Regions from separate parts of the Oryctolagus cuniculus genome. Here region 2 is linked to region 1. Evidence: chromatin contacts called from public Hi-C data. All regions are on one chromosome and are shown on one strand. Each heading gives the region's core, a stretch centred on a gene start, on an enhancer-like site or on the middle of the called end of the contact. The rest is flanking DNA. Distances are from core to core; before and after follow the strand shown. Region 1 holds the start of TNFAIP3 (TNF alpha induced protein 3). Region 2 has its middle 180 kb from the start of TNFAIP3.

Evidence for each region. A called contact is a pair of places that touch in the nucleus more often than the background predicts.
Region 2: a Hi-C map of skin fibroblasts shows a contact between it and region 1, with 4 times the contacts expected there. The contact joins the enhancer-like site here to the promoter of TNFAIP3 in region 1. A contact is called at or near these places in 6 of 6 Hi-C or Micro-C datasets (ear pinna, embryonic fibroblasts, liver and 3 more).

What each region holds. Positions count from the first base shown.
Region 1 is chr5:30,968,235-30,974,600 of mOryCun1.1, forward strand. It overlaps TNFAIP3 (TNF alpha induced protein 3), which reads right to left and starts at 3,763. Exons shown (of 9, transcript XM_017345389.3): 1 at 3,626-3,763; 2 at 1-121. The coding sequence starts at 106.
Region 2 is chr5:31,151,874-31,158,239 of mOryCun1.1, forward strand. No RefSeq gene overlaps it. Among named protein-coding and RNA genes, the nearest start is that of TNFAIP3, 180 kb to the left of the region's middle. Within about 2 kb of position 4,113, at least 3 of the 8 cell types and tissues checked have an H3K27ac peak or open chromatin away from gene starts, as enhancers often do.

The DNA of each region.
Region 1 (6,366 bases), core at 2,513-5,012:
TCCCATTGGTGGGCTTAAAAATATCTTCTGGGGTCCTCTCTCTGATCTTCACAGCTTTCCGCATGTTGCTCAAATACAAAGCCTGAGGAAGCAGTTGTTCAGCCATGGTGCTCTCCACCACCTGAAGAGGAGGGGGAAGAACCCGTTAGCCTTTGAAGCTGCTCCTATATATCTACCTGCAGGAAACCCCGCTGTTTGATCTTGCCATTACCCCAATCTGGAGGCCAAGGATCTTAGTCACTCGACTCCCAGGATACTAGCTGGCCCCAAAGATGAACTCACACTGGACTGTTGTAAGTTACATCACCATTACAGATTAGTCTAAACAAGAGAAGGGGGGGTGCGGGGGGGGGGTGGATGCCGAGGAGGAGGGGGATAACCCATGTTTTCAGTAATGTCTGCCAGGCAGCCAAGTGTGCATCAGCACCAGGGCCTGCTCCACAAACCCATGTCAGCTCCCGTGCCGCGGGGACGCCACTGGGAACAGCTGCTCCATCTCAGGAGCAGAGAAAGATGAGACCGAGGCTACCTCCCCAAGCCCACCACCGGGTAATCTCTGCTCATGGGCAAGTCTCGACTTCTCTCTGAAGCACTCCCTCCTTACGCCGGGAGAATGGTAAACGTCTTATGAGAAACCGGCAGCTTCATGCTGTCACCTAGCCTGCTGACTGGGGTTTCCTCTCCAGTGCCCAGAAGAAGCACAGAGGGCTTATTTGTGAAGTTTATGATGATATTTATAACCGGTTAAAACCAAACATTTTTATAACCAACCAAGAAGCTTATGTCCAACAAGAAGCTTTGCTATTTTCAAGAACATCCCTTCAGAACCTGGCCATTGAGCTTAACTACATCCAAGTAAGACACGAAGAATGACAACGGACTAGGAAATTCTACACATCCGACAACAGACATAGGAGCTCCATCGTTTCAATGCCACTGCCAAGCAGAGTGTATGACCACCACGTAGGTACCCACACTCATATGCATGCATTTCCAGCCCGCCTCGCACCCTAAAATCTTCACGCGTCATCACTTGGTGGAAGAAATGAAAATCTGGATGCATGCAAGGAAGAAACTTTCAACAAGGTGGCCACTCGGGACAAAGAGGAGTAAGGGCAAAGGCTGGCATCAATAACCCATGCCAACAGCACGGAAGGATGTGAGTGACCATGGGACCTCTCCAGGGTGGAGCTGTGCAGAGAGCCAGCTCTCAATCACTAGTCCCGGGGAAGGGTGAATTTCCAAGAAGATGCAGACAATTTCAGAGCATAAAAAAAAAATCCCTGGGAAGTTTCCTAACAGTTGTCAATCCCACTCCTGCATCATACGGTTTGTCAGGGCAACTTTCCCCTTGAGGAAGATGCTAAACCTTTGTGTAAGGGAGAAGAAACCCAGATTTTGGGGAAGCCACCGACAGCCTGAATTCTTGTGGCCCACTAGAAGGAGGGTGGGTGGGAAGCAGACGGTGCCCGACTGCTGTCAAGGAGCTTTCTGGTGGTCATTCTGGACTGGGATTCTTCTCCTGACTGCTGGGTGGGGTCTGGGAGAAGTCCCTCTCTGGGTGGCATGGTGCTCTCTTCTGTGATAGCCAACATTCCCAGCAGATGGATTGGGCAAAATCACCACGGGACTGCAGACACAAGGAAGGGACAGAAATACGACACACATGTCTCCTTCGAGGCATAGCATGGTCTCTTTCACAATGCCGCTCTTCCATCCATCCATGCATCCACCCATGAACCCAGCCAACAAGGCTGTCTGGTCACCCACTGAAGGCCAACGCCACGGTGAGGCTGGAGCTAAAAGCCAAGAAGGGGAGTAGGCTCTACTCCCCTCTCTGAATTCATACAACCACCTCGGTCTGCAGCCAAGGCAACAGTGTCACAGGCCCTGCACAGGCCCCACAGCCATGCCGGAAGAGTCCTGCCTTGGAAGCCGGGTCTCCCGACACCTGCACCCTCCATGCCCACAGCAGCACACCTGTGGCCACAGGGCCTGGCACTCCTGGATGAACACAGACAGGCAGTAGGGAGAGTTCTAACAAATGAGGGGCTGCCTTGTTTTGCCTTTCTCACTCTCCTGTTGTCTGGATCTTGGGATCATTCAGCACGGATCTAAACCAGTGAGAGCTGTAAACCATATGCAAGACACGTAAAGACAGTATTTCATAACCAGCGTGGCCTCCTTCACGGATTCAGGTGTGCACAGCCTCCAAGTCTGACTCCTTTAAAGAGAAACCTACTGCCCAAGTTTCCAGTTCTGGGGCTTCTCCACATTTAAGATTAAAATATACATTCATCTGATACATTTATAATGCTCTTCCATGCCAAAAAAAATGTAGTAATACCTTTCCCATGTAATTCCTACATCTGTTACCCCAGAGTCTTACTTAAAGATCATCCCTCCCCTCCCGTTATTTTTGGTCACTAGGATCAATGAGATTCTTCTTGAACTCACTGCACTCATTCCTCACTCGAAGTCTTTGGACAAACATTTTTGTCTGCGATACGGATACTTATGAATGATTTACCAACAAATACTTCCACCGTTGAGAGGCACTGCTCCAACAAGTCAAAAATTGTACAAAGAATCTCCAAGACGTCAAAGCAACACGGCTGTCTGTCTGGCTGGCCGCTGAGCAAGCCGGTGTTGCAGGTTTAGGGTCCGGAAGGCTCTCATTAACATGCTTCCCCCCAAAAGCCGCCCGGTGACACCTGAGCAGACCAGCTTTCCAAGGAAGGCTCAGCAGAGGGAACTCCAAACAAAGCCAGCTCCGAAAGAGCTGAGCTCCTTCTTTACTTAATACCACTGCTTTCCTGAGAAGCCAGGTGGCAGGATGTGAGACGACCCAGGCTGTACAGAGAGAGACCGAGTGTGGTGCGGCGGGGACCTGCACGGCGCTCCCGGAGTGCATCCCGCTCCCCACTCCCGAAAGCAAGCCGGCCAGCCACTTCTCCATGCACACTTCTCTTCCATCGCTGCAGCCGAAAAGCGGGACCCCGTGCCGCGAGCCCACCCCGATGCAAAGCCCACTGAGCGCCCGGACGCTGTCCCCGGGGCGGGGGGAGAGCGCTGGCCCCTTGGACAATCCCACCGCCACTGGCTGGTTTTGCAAAATCTAGGAAGCCGCACAGCTTCTGCAAAAGCCTACGTGGCCGAGAACATGCAGTGCCTGATTCCACCCCCTCCACCTCTCCCCTAAAAAAGAGGCAAAGAAACGGGCGAAGCATCAACGACCACCCGAGCAAGGGGCGCCAGGCACCTGCAGCTCAGGTTCTCTGCACTACTGGAAAGCAAGAGCCGGCTGTCACCCCAACATCTGGCGCGGCGACCGCAGCGCCCAACACTCCAAAACTCAGCACGGGTACACAAGAGCCACAGACTCCTCTCCGGGGGACGCTGCAAGAGCCAAGGCCAGGGAGGCGGGCCGACTCGCACCCGCAGCCCCAGAGAGCCCGTGCACAGCGCGCGGGGGTTACCTCTCCGGGCGGCGCGATCCTCTCCCAGAGTCAGTCCCAAGTTCCCCAAAGCGCCGGTCACCGCAGGCGCGCGCCGCAGGTGGCGGTCGGGGCGGGGGTCGGCACGAGGCGGCGTCCCATGGACGCCGGGGCTAGGGCTCGCTCACCGGCCGGGGTGGGGGTGTGTGTGATGTCTTCTGGCGGCCGCGCTCGCCGCTCCGCCCCCGCGCACTCCAAAGTCCTGGCGCTCGGCTGCGAGGGCTGCAGACTGCGCAGTTTCCTTTCTACCCTTTCAGTTGTACCGCGACAGCCGGGGGGATTTCCGCGGGGACTTTCCAGTCACGTGACGCCGCCCGCCTGGCCGAGCCGGCGCCGGCCGCCAGGGGGCAGGGGACGCGGCGCTCGCTGGAGGCCCGCGGCGCGCGCCGCTCCCGCCCCGCCCCGCCCGGACGCTCCGCCCGGACGCTCCGCCCCCGGCGGCCTGGCCCCGCCCCGCCCCGGCGTGGCTCAGAAACTCCTGCGCCCCGCCCCGCGGGGTGTCCCCGCGTGAGTCACCTGGGCATTTCGGAAGCGGGGATGCGACGTCACATCCATGTGGAAATCGCGGTGATGGGAACTGGAAATGAAATCGGTTCTTTTTTTTTTTTCGCAGCCGTTTTTCTGCAGAAAATCATCCACTGTGGAGAAGACGAAGGGAAATAAGAAAGCAAGAAAACCCGAAAAACCACCCGGGCCCCGGGCTGGGTTTGCACAGTTCGGGCTGCGCACGTGATGAGCTGCGAGGGGAGAGTCCTGGCCAGAGCCCGGGCGGGAATTTCAAGAAAAAGAAGCAGGCCCTGCCCTTGACCCCCGAGCCCTCTGGATCGTCCTGGCGGCGCGTTGGAGGCGGGGGTGGGGGGAGCAAGGCCGGTCTTGGGTAAACTGAGTCAGACAAGCCCCTGACCCCGCCCTCGCTAGGCCCCGGCATTCAAAGAGCACTTCCGTTCAGAAATCACCTGCGCCCACGGGCGTTCTCGCCCTGGCTTTATTCGGTGCGCTCCTAGACGTCCTGACAATTACTTACCCCAAGGTCTACGGCCAAGCGTCCTTGCTATTCCTCCCGGCCGCCTCCCGCTATTCCCATGTAACCGCGGCCCTGCAGGTTTCCCTGGCACCCTGCGTCACCTGGAAGTTAGGTGCGCCTCCTGGGCCATTGGAGGTGCCTGGGCCGTGGCAGGTGGGTGAGGGCTGGGGAGTTGGGGTGCCCCCAGTGCCCCTTGGTTCAGTTCCTGCAATGGCTAAACTAGACCCAGAGAGAAAGAGAGCGAGAGTGCATTTCCTTCTGCTGGTCCATTCCTTAAATGCTTTCAATAGCCAGGACTGCGCCAGGCTGAAGCCTGAACCCCTGAACTCAATCCATGCTTCCCGTGTGGGTGGCAGGGTTCCACGCACTTGAGCTACACCTGCTGCCTGTCACAGTGTGCATGAGCAGGAAGCTGGATGGAAAGCAGAGGAGTCAGAACTGGAGCCAGACCCTCGGATGCAGGGTGTGGGCATCCTAGTGTGGCTTAGCCACTGGGTCGCACATCGCCCCTAGTTCTAGTCTTTTCAAACTGATGGCTAGAATTTCTCCCAACTCCACATCTCCTGGGATCATTTAGTCCTCATTCACAAATGTCTTCAGCTACCAACACTCAGCTAAGAGTCGCCAAATGACATGTGTAAAATGACATTTACTGAATATGCACCTGCTACTTTTATATGAAACTGAAGATACTGAGGCCATTTGGACTCTGCGCAAGGGGTTAAGTGGCAGAGTCGCCGCTGGAACTAGGTCCTTCTTAGCCAAGGGCAGACTGGTAAATCCTGACTCGAGACCACTCTCTAGAGTCTCAGGGGCCCTGTCGGTATTCTGGCCCCCAGCTTCACAAACACACCACGCAGGCAAACATGGGCCCTGGGCAGAAAGGGGGCTTGAGGGCAGGAGGGCCTTGAATGCATCCTCAGGAAACCTCCTGGACTTGCTGCAATGATTAAAAAAAATGATAAGTGTAAAACAACATGCTTCACAGAACTTTAGTCCTCAGAGCACTCTCCCCTGGCACTCCCTTGTAAATAGAATGTGCCTGTTCTGTCTTATCTCTGCCTGGCCCCAACCCCTGTCTTCCTTCTGCAGCTTCAATTAACCGCTTTCTGGTTCACATCTTGCTCCCTGGTTTGATGATTTAGGAATGTCATAAGGAATAACAAGCCCGAAAGGCCATGTTCATACCTGCCACTTCCGATTGTCCCAGCGTGCCTGTGTGCCATCTTGTCTGCCAGGATAAGAGACGATGCTGGAGCTGTCAGAGGCAGGAGTGGTCCTCAACCCTCGTCTTGTTCTCCATTTTTCACAGCTCTACTGCTGAGCTAATGGATTCCCATGGGCTGTGCCCGAGACAGGGTGAGAGATGATCTCTGGAAAGACAAGGATGTGTGCGTAGTCCTGCCCTGCCTATGTCTTAGCTGTTCTTTCCACTTCCCAGAGCAGGGCTCTGTTTGGTGGGTCCACTTAACTTTTCCCTTTCTATTTTTTTAAAAAGGTTATTTTATTATTTGAATAAGCAGAGTTACAAAGAGAGAGAGACAGACAGACAGAGAGAGACCGAGAGAGAAAGATATCTTCCGTACTCTGGTTCACTCCTCAAATGACTGCAATGGCCAGAGTTAGGTCAGATGGAAGCCAGAGCCAGGAGCTTCTTCTGGGTCTCCCATGTGGGTGCAGGGGCCGAAGGGCCATCCTCCGCCGCCTTCCCAGGCGCATTAGCAGGGAACTGGATCAGAAGTGGAGCAGCCTGGACTCGAACTGGTGCCCATATGGGATTAACCCACTACACCACAGCGCTGGCCCCACCCTTTCTAAACACATGGACAAGACCAATACGAATTT
Region 2 (6,366 bases), core at 2,863-5,362, 180 kb after region 1:
GCCAGGCAAGGGTATGGCAGGAGCTCTTAGCACTTGAGGTCCCTGCCCTTTGTCTGGAATGTTCATCCTGAAGATATCTACATGTTTTGCCCCCTTACCTCCTTCAAATCCTTGCTCAAATGATGTCTTCTCAATCAGCCCTTCCCTGACCACTGAATTCAAAATGGAAACCCCATTCCCAGCATTCCCCATCTATTTTCTTTGTTTCATGGTTGATGTCACCACACTTTTTAAAAATCTTTTCCACATAGGGGATAATTTCATTGCAATGGCAGTCTCCAAGTTAACAACTAGGCAAGCTTTCCCTGAAGGGCTCACAAATTAAATTAAGGTAATCAAATCACATGGCTTATTAAACCAATTTGAGGCTCACACTGGCAGAGCAGCGGGGGTAAGTTCACAAGCTTAGCACAGCACAGAGGCGGGTAGAAGGACCACAGTACCTGGTCCACAGCTACAACAATGGTCAGATGGTCAGAAAAAACAATGTTTTTTTCTCTTCCATAAACTTCCCTGATAGTTCCTGGGATCTCCATTGCCCTTGATCAAGCGCTCTCAGCAGACAGAAAAGGTATCTGGACCCAACACATAGCCATGCTATTGTCTGCTAATTAGCCTGCTGAGCAGCTAGGGATCTATTTGTTATTTTTGAGCGAAAGTCACCTGAGACCAGAATGGACTTCACAAATAAGTGGCAAATAAAGAACTCATGAATACTGAGTGCCTTACACATAGTATACTGTCATGAATATCAAGAATCCTGGCCCTGCTATTCCTTACTGGTTTTAAAAAACTAATTAATTTAATTGAAAGAGCAACAGAAAGAGAAAGAGAAAAATAAAGAGAAAGAGAAAGAGCAGGAGAAAGAGTGCTTCCATCTGCAGATCCACTTCCCAAATGGCCACAATATCCAGGACTGGGCCCAGTGGAAGCCAGGTCCTAGGAACTCCATCCAGGTCTCCCGCAGAGGTGGCAACAGACCAAGTACTTGGACCATCTTCTGCTGCCTTCCCAGGTGCATTAGCAGGGGGACTGGATCAATAGCAGACCAGCCAGGACTGAAATCAGAACTTTGACATGGATCACTGGTATCTCAAGCAGCAACTTAGCTCACTTGCCCCAAGGCTGGCCCCCATTCCTAACTGTTAATGTTAACAAACACAGGTTCTACCTGACCTTTCTGACATACCTCACACATCGCCGGTATATCCATGTACTTACACAAAATATGAATTCATAGAAATGTGAATCTCATCCATCCCAGGTGTTGTCTTCTAAAACAGAATTGAAAATTCCCAAATGATACCACCAATGCTCATGAGAGCCTTCTAACAGATCACAACATTCGCTCATTTGTTTTCTTAACTGTCAGTCTCACACCAACTAGAATAGAAGGGCCAGGAACACTGGACTTCTCACCTGCTGTCATGGCTAAGTCGGCACCTAGACGTGTGCTTGGCACAAAGTCCATAATTGTTACAAAAAAAAAAATGAGTGAAATTTAAGAACCATGAGGATTGAATCAAGGGACGAATTGCACTAGAATAAGGGAGGGGAACAGTGGCTTGGAACAGGGAAGGAAGATGAAAGTGAGGGCTGAATTCCATGTGGCCTTGGCCTTGCTGGATACCTGTCCTGCTCCAAGCCCATGGGTATGGAAGTGGTTGGAACGTTCACGTGGAAATGCTGCAGACTGCCTCTTCTTCTGGAAATGGGCTCTCTGGGGCTGTTGTTCTGCCCACTTTACCTACAGTCCAATACATTGTAAGGATACACGTTGAAGTATGCGCTTAGTGGATAAATACCCTGTCGAAGTTTTCCTTGCACTCGAAAGTGTTCGTGAAGACTGACGCTTGAATGACTTCAGGTATTTCCCCTGATGGGACTGGGCTTCATTCAGCCCGGAATAGAACTGGGCGAGAGGTTGCAGCCTGGGAGACCAGGAAGTTCCAGGCTTTGCACCTTGTCTCAGTCAGCTCAGCAAAATGCCACGGACTGCGTGGGTTAACCAACAGCAATTTATTTCTCACAGTTCTAGATGCTGGGAACATGAAGATCCCAGATACATTTATCTTTATCTATAGAGATAAGTGTGATTCCTGGTGAGGAACCTGGCTTGCCAACAAAAACCTTCTTGGGATGGCCTCTGCATTACAAAATAAAGCCCTGGATATCCAAAAAAAAAAAAAAAAAAAAAAAAAAAAAAAAAAAAAAAAAGAAGAAGAAGAAGAAGAAGAAAAAGAAAGAAAGAAAAACCAAACAAACCAAAAAACACCTTCTTGCAGGGCCTTCTTAGTGAGGGGTGTGGGGGAGTGCAGAGTGCATGTCCTTCACTTCCAAGGCCACGAGTGCTTCAGGATTGGGACCTCATTCAACTGCAGGTACCTCCTACAGACCCTGACTCCAAACTCAGTCACACTGGGCTTCCACAGATGAATTTTTGAGGTGGGTGGGGGGACATAATTCAATCCATAGCATGTCTGGTTTCTTCCTAGTACAGTATCTTTTTAATATATTCTTTAAAAATATTATTGTCTTTTAAAAATTTTTATACATTTCTTATAAGATCCACATTTTAATCCTTTCCTACTCATGGCTCACTTATTTAATTTGCCTTAACAGCTCCTCTAGGCACTGGGGATATATATTTTTTCCAAACCACAATTTAGAACACAGGACATTGTGAGTATGGGTGTGCTTATCGAAGAACAGGGCAAAATTCCAGAAACTGGGATTATCTTAGAAAATCTGGAAGTACCAAAATGATGATGATGAATAATCTAATTTTCCATATTTGTACAGCAGGGGTTAAGGATACCTTTAGTTCAGTTTGTGGCTCGATATCACTCATACCCATCAAAAATTTTCTTTGTTCAATTAGACTTTGCAATGATGGGGGAGCCTATTGGTACTGGCCTGCAGTAAATACAAAGTTGAAAGTAGGCATAGCCCTCCACAACAGAATTCTGCATGTTCACTTTGGTCATATCTCAAAGCAAGAAATTTTACCTTTGGATCTTGTACACTGAGATGCAATTTCTCCTCTATCCTGTCCTAGCCTATCTTATCCTTTGCCATCCCATTCTTTGATATAATGCCTGCTACGACCTACAAAGCTGATTTCCAAACTAATTGGACCTTCAAACTTAATTGTGACCTGCAGTTTGAAAGCAACAGTTCTAATGGACCAAGTCCAGTAAACTTCAGTTTGTTTTCTGTTACTATTTTGGTTAAAGTGAAGGAGGTTTTGCTTATTTATTTCTGTTCCGTAAATACTTATAGATACCAGCCTAGTATCTATGGAAAATAATTTTATTTCCTTAGAAATGTATCTGCTGAAGTTTCTCCAGCCACAGAGCAGAGATGTTCAGAACTGGAAGGAGCTGCAGTGGTTAGATCACAATGTATCTCTCAACAGCATCCTTGTTCGAGTTCTTGGTGTTTGGGCATAGTGTCCCTGAATAAAAATGTTTAAAAATTGCTTTCCTTGTTTTTAAAACTCTTCTGAGCATAACTGGTTTCTACTTGTTCTCCCTTGCAAGACTCACTGTATGATTTATATTTTATTTTGTCTTGTTTTTAGTTTCCTGGCTATTTTTTCCAGGTCATAGTATCAGTTGATTTGGTGATTGTAGCTTGAGATCACCAAGAGGCTTAGTATAGAGAAGGAAGGGCTATCCGCGATTTTATTATACACTCAAATTGCTGTATGATGACCGAAGAGTTTCAAAAGGGCCGAAGAGCCCAATGGTGGGGTTGAAACTGCCAAGAGGGGAAGATGGATCATGTGCTGCCATCTATTGGTAGTGCTATGAAACAGCAGTGATTAAGCTTTGGCAGCTTTTCAATCTCACTCATCGGCTTTAAAAATGTATGATTTTGAGGGAACTAAAGTTCACTTCACCTGTCCTCCAAAACTGTTCCCCAAGCAGCCTTGCATCCCAGTGAAGGATCCCGTGGATGGGAATGACCGATCTCTAACCCTAGTGGAGTTGTCTGTAAAGTAGACCAAAGGGAGAGGGGAATTCCCACACTTCCCATTACTGTCCAACCCGACGCACTTCCCCTTTAGGATGGTCTGGGAGAAGGAGAGACTGTCTGCCCATCAGAGAGATTCCAAAGAACATGCTGTTCTCATCTTTCAGCTCTCTCCCATTCCTTCCCCGGCCTCTGGGATTACCACGTGTCACGTGAGCAGGGTAGCTTTGAAACAGAACTACACAGTGCCCCCCCCCCCCCGCCGCCCCTTTGAAGCTTGTTGATTCTAAATGCAGCTCCATTGTGAACCTTCCTTTGGGTTTGTTTATTACTCAAGGAAACTGAGCATCAAGGACAGAGCACTTCCATTTTTAAAGGATTCCTGTTCATTTTCTTGATGAGTACATATTTATGCTGAAAAAGTGATCATTTTTACAGATCACAATTCAATGCAGTTTAATTGTGCTCATCATTATGTAATTATAAGCTTTATTTATTAATTTATAAGGCATCATAATAGTGGAATGAACAACCATAGTTCTAGCTGCATTCACACACACACACACACACACACACACACACAATCTTCAAAAAGTTCATGGAAATGTGTTGAATTGCAAGTTTATTGCACCCAAAATGACCTCATTTAATTCCATTTTCCACAAATTTTTGAAGTTCCTTGCATATATAATATATATATATGTACATATACATACATGTATAATACATAAAATAATATGTACATGTGTATTATATATATATACTGAGTTCTCTACTGGGTGCTCAGATGTACCCATCAACAAAGCTGGCTTAAATCTCTGCCCTTAGGAGCATGCATTCTAATGGGGGCAAATAAACAAATGAAGCCCAATATAGAGCAAGACTGGGAAAAATAACGCCTGTGATGGGGAAAAGGCTTCAAAGAACAGAAGTGGGGAACATAGGTGAAGGAGTTTGTTGTAACTTTAGGTTCAGGGACTGCTTTGTTGAGAAGTAGGATTGGAGTGGATACTTGTAGCTGGTGAAGGAATTAGCTGTGTGGGTATGCAGAGGGAGTATTCCAGGCACAGGCAGCAAACCAGTGTCCTGGATGCAGATGGGAGGTAGTGAAAAGGAGGTGGGATTGGTAGTGCCCATTGCAAGGTTTTAAACAAGGAAGAAATGAGATCCGCCATAGCTTTCTAAATTAAAAAAATCCATTTTATTTAAAAGGCAGAGAGAAAGATGGAGGAAGTTCTTTCAATCACTGCTTCAACTCCTCAATGCCTGGAACTCAGTCTGGGTCTCCCATGTGGGTGGTAGGGATCCAGGTATTTGAGCCATCACCTGCTGCGGTAGCAGGAAGCTGGGTTGGACTTGAATCAGGCACTCTGATAGGGATGTGAGCATCCGAAGCTGCCACTTAACCATGGCACCGAATTCTCTCTCCTTCCTGGCTTTTAAAAGAACTATGCTAGCTGTGAAGTGGAGGATAGCGCACAGGGAGTGAGGACCGGGGCCAGCCAGGTCAGGATCGCAGGGGCTTGCCCCAGTTCACCAGGCAAGGTCATGAGGAATGACTGGATTCGGTGTATAATTCGAAGACAGAGTCAGCAACACTGAAAGACAGGTCACTAAGAAACGCCAGCAGGAGCAGAGAGCAAGATGACCGAGGCTTTTGGCCTGAGCACCCGAAGACCAAGCAGATATCCACAGTTATAAAAGACAGCACCGAGCATTTGGATGGACAGAAAAATTTAGCAACTTCTCGCAGTCCCATCAGAGGAGCTCTGTGCCTGGATGCACAGCCTTATATGGCCACAATCAGGAGACTAAGTGAACAGCTGTTTGGTCTGAGATGTAATTCCTTTCTCATGGGGTGGCTCCCTCTTCTCCTGTGGCTACCAGAAACCCCTTCCGAGGGGGTAATCTCAGAGCATGTATTTATGATTTGGTGATAGCTGTGTGGTTATTTGCTTAATTACTATTTCCTCTACAAGACTCCAAGTGCCACGTCTCTGCTTTCGTTGATACAGCCACCTGCTAGGCTGACCCAGCTTGTGATGGGTGTCTACTGCACACGAGGTAAAGAAGCAACGAAGTTGAGTAAGACTTCAGGGCCCTGCCAGAAACCCTCAGGAGCTCGTCAGGTTTGATCCTTTCACTCTGTCTGCTTACTGGGGGCTTCTTTAACCACGTACAACACTTTGGGTCAAGGATTCTTATATGATAAACCCAAGAAGCAATGTGGCCCTGTTCTAACAGGGAGGCTACCTGGGGCTGAGGAAAACATGGGGCCTAGGTACATACATCTTGAGGAAGCAAATCCAGCCAACCCTTGGTATCTTTGGAGTACGGTTCCAGGACCCCTTGCAGTGTCTAAGATCTAGGGATGCTTGAGTCCCTTAT